3 separate regions of the Mus musculus genome follow, and regions 2 and 3 are each linked to region 1. Evidence: chromatin contacts called from public HiChIP or PLAC-seq data. All regions are on one chromosome and are shown on one strand. The core of a region is the stretch at or near the end of the contact, and the rest is flanking DNA. Distances in the headings are between cores, read along the strand shown. Region 1 overlaps Dchs2 (dachsous cadherin related 2). Region 2 has its middle 130 kb from the start of 1700028M03Rik. Region 3 holds the start of Dchs2 (dachsous cadherin related 2).

Region 1 (2,700 bases), core at 172-2,671:
GGAACACACTCAAGCTGCCCGTTTCACAGTGGTCCTAGTTCAGCAATGTTCTCGTCCATGGTTGCTGCTGTAACCATCAGCAGGAGCCTCCGAAGGATCGCGTAGGCTGAAGACACTGCTGATGAGCAGCTTAGCAGCCTGCAATCTTTTTTTCCCCCTTGGCCACACTTCGTTAATTTTATTGCCTGTACAGGATTCTACTATATACAGGCATTTCTTTTTCTTTTATATTTGAAAAGATGAAAAAAAATTTCTACCCCCCTCTCTGAAAGTATTAACAAGACTGCCATATGCAAATCTGTCTACTTTTTCTTTCTTCCTTCCTTCCTTCCTTCCTTCCTTCCTTCCTTCCTTCCTTCCTTCCTTCCTTCCTTCCTTTCTTTCTTTCTTTCTTTCTCTCTCTCTCGTTCTTTCTTTCTTTCTTTCTTTCTTTCTTTCTTTCTTTCCTTCTTTCTTTCTTTTTCCTTCCTTCCTTCCTTCCTCCCTCCCTCCCTCCCTCCCTCGCCCCCCTCTCTTTTTCTTTTTTCTTTCTTTGCTGTGTAGTTACTTTCTTTTGAGTTGAAACCTTATCATTATAGACATCAAAAATACAACTGAAAATTCAGATGTACAGTTATTACTTTTGCAGCTTTACACTTGTGGATGTTTAAAGTACAACTTAACATCCCCCCCAAACTTCATCTCATCTTACATGTCTTGGAGATGGTTTGGATTACTGAAAGATTTTTGTTTTCTTTTTTTATCAAATTGATAAAAATTTTAAAAATATTTTTGGAGAATTTCATACAAGTACTGTATTTACTGTGTTTTTAATGAAGCCAGATCTGTTAAGCGATTAAGCAGGTGTTTTTGTAAATACATATGAGTGTGTGTGTGTGTGTGTGTGTGTGTGTATTTGAATATATTTCTTCTGGATCTTTTTTCTTTTTGTGTTTTTCCCCTTTCCTTTTCTTTTTCTTCTTTTTGCACTTAGTGGGTTAAAAGAATGGAACAGGATTATGCATGAGAATTAAATGACGTACTTGGGATTTTAACATAACTGGCATCGGGTTGGAATTTATGAATGGTTTACTTTATAGTATGTATTAAAGAAATACTATAGTGTTACTTAATACCAGAGAGCTGAGCATATGTGTTCTGGCATTCTAGAATGCAGATTTTTGAAACGTAACCACTCAGTGCTGTTTGGCATTCGAAGTCCAAAGGGATTTGAATGTTTATATTGTGTGACTCACTCTAAATCTAGCAGGATTTTTTTCTTGTATTAAAAGGAGAAAAAAAAAACAACTACTAGATTTTAACTGAGGTATTAAAATTTTCCCAGTATTTGGTTCCATAACAAGAGCTCCATTGTTAGTGCATAGAGCTGACTGTGGCTGCCTCTGGCTCCCCGGAGGAAGAGGCACCTCGCAGGGCAGATGGCTTTGGGGTTATGGCACTTGCTCAGTAGTGGTGAAATGTGACACCTTAGCAAAACAGTGCATTGGTCAGTAAGATGGGAGTTTCTATTCTGTGCAAATGTCCTCTGTACCCAGTGCCATCCTGAAGAAACTACATATGGTCTCCAGACAGGACTTTCTCTTTGTGCAAGGTACTGCAGTACCCTGACAGGAATTTCTCTGTGTGTGAGGTACAGCTGTGCCCTTCAAACCCAGTCTTGGAGTCAGGGGAAAGCACAGTACTTCCCTGACTCTAATTCGGACACCACTTCTCATGATATGCATCTAACATCAGATATGTAAAATGTAGGAGAAAAGTTTTAGAACAAAAGGCAGACATTAAGTAGGAATTCCTCGCCTCTCCGACTCTGGAGTACTCCGTGTTCTCCTCATAAGAGCCATTGTGTACACTTTTCAAGAGAAGTCGTACACACGCCCATTAAATCAAGAGGCTAAATTATCTTTATTATCATTGTTATCACTATCTGGGCATGAAACCAGGGGTTGGCACATCTTAGGCAAGTGGTCTATCATGAGCTTCATCCCCATCCCTAGATACTAAAATATTCAAATATATGGCAGTTTTAAATATCTTCTCTCAATAGCAGACAATAGGGCTGACTATTAAGTTTTTATTGTCAACTTCTTGATCATGGTATCGCTCCTGCTGGGCAAGCATAATGTCACTTTCTTTATGAAGATGTATTTCCTCTGGCCATCTACTGCTGCAGATATCCACCGATTGCTCACAGGAACTCTGCTGTAGTTGCTCATCAGTCTGCTTTCTGAATCTTTACCAACAGCCCTTGCTGGTTTTAGGTTCAGTCCAGCCCAGCGGTGCATTAGAAAGCTATAGGATCCTGGCGCCACCCAGTCTTATTTGTTCTCTTCCTGATTCCAGAAACTTTCAATTTAGGCCATTGGGAATGTAAGATCTTGAACTTCTCAATCTGAGGCCGTTGCTAGAGGAAACAACGTAACATGCTTTGTATAGGGTTAGTCTACTTCTGCTAACATCTTACTAATGTCCTGTTGACCTTTTGTTGGTGTTTGGTTGACCCACACTATGTCGATTTTTCTCTATATGGATTCCAACTATAAATGCACTTAGAGAAAGGGGGAAATGTGTAAGGACCAGTCATTATCTCACACTGAGATTGTCTTTGTTAAAACTTTGGTCTAAACTCGGACTTTGTTGTATTTGTTGACTATCTCCCTTCTACACTATAGACCCGGATTTAGTATATTTTGCTTTCTTTTA
Region 2 (2,700 bases), core at 98-2,597, 160 kb after region 1:
ATGGTACTGTCAATTTTCCAGAACTTTCTAAGGCACCCTGTTTTCTGCTTTTCCTCTGCTTGGCATGCTGAGAAACACGTCCCCATGTGCTATGTCTATACTGGTCACATTTCTTGTCACTGGGACAAAATACCTAAAACATTGGCTCATGTTCTAAGAGGATACATTGCATCCTGGCAGAGGAGGTAGGATGTAGTTCAAAGTGACCAAGGCTTGTCACCAGGCCTCCTCACAACTTAGTGGTCCAAAAGAAAAATAGGGCTAGCTTGTCTGAAAGCTGATGTATGTTACCCATACTATATGTTACCCATAAGGTTTGCCCCACTACCACCAGATAGATCCCATGTCCTGAAGACCCAGGCCCTTTCAGAATCGTATCACAAGCTTGTTAAGAACAGTTCACATTCAACACATAGCACTGGCATGATATAAAACACTGTAACATCCACTTTAATATATGCGCTTGTGTATTAGTTTCAACTTCAAAAATGTTCCTCCCTCTCCTATTCCTGTGCCTCTCGGTGTGGTCTCTTTTCTCTGCAGCTTCAAGCTCCATCTGCTATGCCCACTTCTAATCTAATGCTTCCAATAAATTCTTCTCTATTGCTAAACCACAGATGAAGCCTTATTCTCTCCTGATTTCTATCCAGTCTCCAATTCCTCCTCTGAATGGGCATCTCTAGAACCTGTTGCTCTTTATACTGTCATTTTCTTCACTGGCCTGCAATTTCTGTAGTACTATGTGGCTTCACTTGCCTAGTTCCCTGACTCATTCACTCTGTGCCTTCATCGCTTCCTATTCGTCTGGCTCTATAGAAAAGGGTGCCCACTTAATGCAGCACTGATGGTGTCTGTCTTTGTACCCCCACTCTTTTCCCCCACATCTCATTCATTCCTGTGATGTTGGACTTCCATACTTGAATTCTAGATACGTGTTGTCAGCTAGACTTGGTCTTGGCAGCGTGTTCTTGGATCATATCTGTTGACACCTAAACCATGTATTTATCATCTTTGCAGAATGATGTACAGATAATGTTTTTGTGCTTACATATTTTCCGTTTTAAGTTACCCAACTGCAGGGGCCATGTATACTTCTTACATTTTAGAAGTGACACTTGTGGCAGCTTTAATGGTGTGTCTCTTCCTCCTTTGACTCACACAAGACATCTAAAGGGCCCGTTTCCTGGCTTTGCTCCCAAGGTTTGCAGTGCCTCCCTGCAGTGCATGAGTCAGCGGCCACAAGTTTGCATTTTGGAAATAGTTTTGGCAGCTGGTAGAATTATCCTGAGGTAGTTGAGGCTGTTATCTCTAAGTGGAGAGAAAGAGTAATCTGAGGGTGAGGTCAGGCAGCATGGAGTCTGTGGAGGGCTAGCAATTAAGCTAAACAACAGCAGCCTGGGAAAGGTTAGAAACCAACATTCTGCTGAAACTGAATGTGAAATGGAGCCAGAAAATTCCTGGGAAACCGCATAAGCCAAGATTCACATTTCATAGATAAGGAGCCCGGAAAGGTTGTTATGAAGTCCAACGTTACATGAATAAGTCAAAGGCAGCGCCAAAGCAACCCTCCTCTGCGCCAATTCCAAGGGCAAGGGCAGGCTCTGTACTGCCCCAGATGCTTAGCAGTGTCTGCACAGGACCAGCATGTTGGTCTTCTCTGCTGGTGTTTTTGACAACACCAAGTCCTTAAAATCACTACTAACCAAAAAAGTAGCAACAAATACTTTAAACACCAACAATGGCAGCAACTTCCAAGGAGCCCAGGGTCTGGTGTCTACGTAGACTGTGTCTTCAACCAGAAGTCTTGGCATTCTAGTTGAAGGACAACCATGTTTAAACCATCTCCTCAGCTTCATAGTCCTGTGACCATTTCCATTATTTCTCTACAGAAGTGTACTTTCAAGGCTATGATTCATGATCCAGTGTTGCCACTGCCTAGAGATATTCTATCTTAGTCCATTGGGATGATTTTGATGAAATACTCTGTGTTGCATAGATGAAGAGAACAGAAACTATTTATTACACTTCTGGAAGTAGAGCAAGACTTAAGGCACCCAAATTAAGTCTTGTGAGAGCAGTTTTCTGTTTCATAAATGATGTCAGTTAACTGTGTTCTCATGTGACAGAACAAAGTATAAATATCACTGAACCTCTCCTTTATTTCACCCCCATTTCTTTCTTGAGATAGTTTTGCTATGTAGGTTAGGTTGGCTTTGAACTCATAATCCCTCTGCCTTGGTCTCCTGAATTCCTAGGTATAGGTCCATGTCATTGCACTTGCTTAGTTCTCATGTTCAAGATCACTAACATCATTCTCAACAATAGCGCTTTTATCTTAATTACCTCCCAACCTATCTCCTAAATTAACCCTTGTAATACAGTTTCAGCATAGATTTTATTCTATGTGATGGACCTCTGGTTTGTCTGCTTCTAAACTCTAAGTGTCATTTGCTCAACCAATTTGAGCCACATGGTCATTTCAGGCTTGTTCCTGGTAGCACCTTGGAGTCCCTCCTGCTAGGATCTCTGAGTACCATGGCCAAACCATTCTACCCCTTCTCACTGATCCCAATGCTTTGCTCAGCTGAAGAAAACACTGCGTTGTCACACTTTGTTGCTGTCACATGGGTCCTAGGTACAGCTCATCATTCTTTAATGCTCAAATCACCCCCTAATTCTTACATGTCATCAAATCAGGAG
Region 3 (2,700 bases), core at 46-2,545, 160 kb before region 1:
AACACTGCCAAGAAAATCATTTGATTATTATTTTTTCAGGGGTACAGGTTGGTGTGGCTGCTAATTAGCAATGGCATGCATAGGCCACTCAATATAAGAAGGCGTTTCACTGGGGTTTCTGGGGAACTGTATGCTGGCCTTTTGGTCTCCCCCTAGCACAGAACAGTATCTAGGAAATTAATTCTTCCTTCTGGCTGAAATGCAAAATTGCAGAAACCTTTTGCTACATATGGCTGGCCGCTCTCAAGAGAGCAGACTCCTCTGGTGGAGCATACTTTATTAGAGGCCATTTGTCAGTTTCCATCTATAGCTGTGGATAGCAGGAGAGAAGCCCGAGACTACACAGGCTGAGGTGAATTGTCTTTGGATTCAACCCTAAGCTACTTTGGAAGAGCTATCAGATCCCTGCAAGGTTCTTCTCATAGGGCTGGAGGTAAAGCCGTGTGCTGGGGCTTATGCCACAAGGTCAATCCGCACATAAATCATCATCATAAAATATGCTGGCAGGTATGATGGCGCTGGATGCCTAAAAAGGTCCGCAAGCTCCATCCATTGTTGTCATCACAGGTGGCAGAGGGGAGTGACAAGACACTAGCACGCTGCTAAATAGTAGCTCGGCATAATAAAGCGTGCCATGTGTGTCACAGATTTTTTCGGGATTTCTGGAAGTTTTCTTTCTCCTTTCTTCTTCTTCTTTTTTTTTTCTCCAAGTTCCGCCTTCCCTGCTTTACAGTCAAACTGGCCCCAGCTGTGCATCTCCTTTTGACTCCATCTGTCCTTCCGCTGAGGAGGTGGGGTTCTCTCGCCAAATAGAGAGCACAAGTTTGTCTCCTTAAAGTGACCATATAACCCCCACCTTACATGGAGCCATGGGCAGGCTCGCTGCAGGGGCTGTTCTGAGGATGGAGAGAGCGAGCTTAGGGGCAAGCTACTGGCCTCTTCCCTAACCCAGTACACTTTGCACGCAAAGCCAAGCCAGACAACCCCATCAGCGTCACTGTCTGGGGCTGCGTGTCCATCCGGCTAGCCGTTTTTTAGTCCTTCTACAGAACCGAGGCTCGCAGGTTGGAATTCATCCCGGTGCGAGCCGCATCACGCACGGGGAGGGGACTAAGGAGTAGGAGGCCCAGTCAGAGGGGGCTCCACGGAGTCCCCAGCGCCGGGAGACGCGGGAGGTGGAGTGGGGTGGGTGGGGGAGCGGCCGCCCCTGTAGCAGTCTGCTGCCCGAGCGGCCCCTCCCACCGTTCCTCCCGCCCCGCGCCCCCTCGGCCTCCCCGCCCTTTCTCCACCCCCTTCCCGGCCGGATCCCCTTCCTCTCCGTGTGCGCGCTTTAAATAATTTCCTCCTTTTTGGCAAAAGAAATAATGCACCTGACTTTACCAGGGGGAAACAGCCAGCCGAGCAGAACAAGGAACAGATGTAAAAGGAATAGAAGAAGAGAGAAAAAGCGATGGGACTCCCTTAAAGACATCCAGAGGCTGGAGAGGTGGCCGCGGAGGCAGAGGCAGCTAGAGCCGCCCCCGCCTGCGTGAGCTGCGGCCAGAGGACGTCTGCACCAGTTGCAGATGCCACCTTGGGAACTCCCGGGTCTTTTCGTTTGTTTGCCAAAGTCTTTTCTTCCCTGGCTTAATACTGAAGAGGCTCCTGGGTTGCTCTGAGATCCCAATACAAGCTGGCAGCTAGCCGGAGCCTTCTTCCTAAAGAGCTGGAGGAGAAATGAGCCCTGCTGGGCGAAGGATGGGTGAAGGGCGTCAGCCGGCTGGGTCACCCCGTGGGCGGCCCCGCGGCGCCGGGGCGCAGAGCTCCCTGCTCCGGCTTTTCGTCCACGCCTGGCTGTGGGCAGCCTCGGGCTCATCTGCCCAGGTGTTCAACCTCAGCCTCTCGGTGGACGAGGGGCTGCCCCCAGACACACTGGTGGGTGACATTCGCGCGGGGTTGCCAGCAGCTCAGCAACAGGATGGGAATGGCTTTTTTCTTTCGGAGGACTCGGATGACTCCCCGCTGCTGGACGACTTCCACGTGCACCCGGACACTGGTATCATCCGCACCGCTCGGCGTCTGGACCGCGAGCGACAGGACCACTATAGCTTCGTGGCCGCCACGCTGTTGGGAGAGGTGGTACAGGTGGAGATCCGCGTCAACGACGTGAACGACCATTCCCCTCGCTTTCCCCGCGACTCCCTGCAGCTGGACGTGTCCGAACTCAGCCCGCCCGGGACAGCGTTCCGCCTGCCAGGAGCCCAGGACCCGGACGCGGGACTGTTCAGCATCCAGGGCTACACTTTGCTGCAAGCTTCTGACATGCCCCAGGATCCCACAGGACCCTTCTTCCAATTGCGCTATGGGACGCCGGGGTTACCGGCGTCGCCTTCCCTGCCGGTGTCCTCATCACCGCTGGAACCCTTAGACTTGGTGCTGCTGCGGCGCTTGGACCGAGAGGCGGCGGCAGCGCACGAGCTGCACATTGAAGCTTGGGACGGTGGCAGCCCTCGGCGCACCGGCCTCCTGCACGTGCAGCTGCGTGTGTTGGATGAGAACGACAACCCGCCAGTTTTCGAGCAGGGCGAGTACCGCGCCACAGTACGTGAGGACGCCCAGCCGGGCTCTGAGGTTTGTCGCGTGCGTGCTACTGATCGCGACTTGGGCCCCAATGGCTTGGTACGCTACAGTATCCGGGAGCGGCAAGTGCCCGTGGCGAGC

What was found. HiChIP or PLAC-seq counts read pairs in DNA pulled down with a chosen protein or histone mark.
Region 2: an H3K27ac HiChIP or PLAC-seq map of vascular smooth muscle cells shows a contact between it and region 1, with 8 times the contacts expected there. The contact joins two enhancer-like sites. A contact is called at or near these places in 5 of 484 Hi-C or Micro-C datasets (the C2C12 cell line, embryonic fibroblasts, myocytes and 2 more) and 1 of 115 datasets of contacts at active chromatin or transcription factors (vascular smooth muscle cells).
Region 3: a contact with region 1 is called in an H3K4me3 HiChIP or PLAC-seq map of craniofacial prominence, with 2.9 times the contacts expected there. The contact joins the promoter of Dchs2 here to the enhancer-like site in region 1. A contact is called at or near these places in 18 of 39 promoter capture datasets (the 3T3-L1 cell line, the C10 cell line, cranial neural crest and 8 more), 6 of 15 datasets of contacts at CTCF or cohesin (embryonic stem cells, hippocampal excitatory neurons, large pre-B cells and 3 more), 119 of 484 Hi-C or Micro-C datasets (the 63-12 cell line, B cells, the Ba/F3 cell line and 66 more), 26 of 115 datasets of contacts at active chromatin or transcription factors (the 230-238 cell line, astrocytes, craniofacial prominence and 14 more) and 5 of 9 other capture datasets (adipose tissue, embryonic stem cells, embryonic tail and 2 more).

The regions. Positions count from the first base shown.
Region 1 is chr3:83,287,165-83,289,864 of GRCm38.p6, forward strand. The region is part of intron 10 of Dchs2 (dachsous cadherin related 2); the gene reads left to right. Among named protein-coding and RNA genes, the nearest start is that of Gm10710, 160 kb to the left of the region's middle. Within about 2 kb of position 1,422, at least 59 of the 459 cell types and tissues checked have an H3K27ac peak or open chromatin away from gene starts, as enhancers often do. A contact at or near this core is called in the C2C12 cell line, brain, craniofacial prominence and 9 more, where this site is marked.
Region 2 is chr3:83,445,029-83,447,728 of GRCm38.p6, forward strand. No RefSeq gene overlaps it. Among named protein-coding and RNA genes, the nearest start is that of 1700028M03Rik, 130 kb to the right of the region's middle. Within about 2 kb of position 1,348, at least 63 of the 459 cell types and tissues checked have an H3K27ac peak or open chromatin away from gene starts, as enhancers often do. A contact at or near this core is called in the C2C12 cell line and vascular smooth muscle cells, where this site is marked.
Region 3 is chr3:83,126,232-83,128,931 of GRCm38.p6, forward strand. Dchs2 (dachsous cadherin related 2) reads left to right here and starts at 1,296. Exons shown (of 20, transcript NM_001357165.2): 1 at 1,296-2,700. The coding sequence starts at 1,717. It overlaps Gm10710 (predicted gene 10710), which reads right to left. Exons shown (of 1, transcript NM_001358023.1): 1 at 1-2,700. The coding sequence starts at 1,855. The coding sequence ends at 1,331.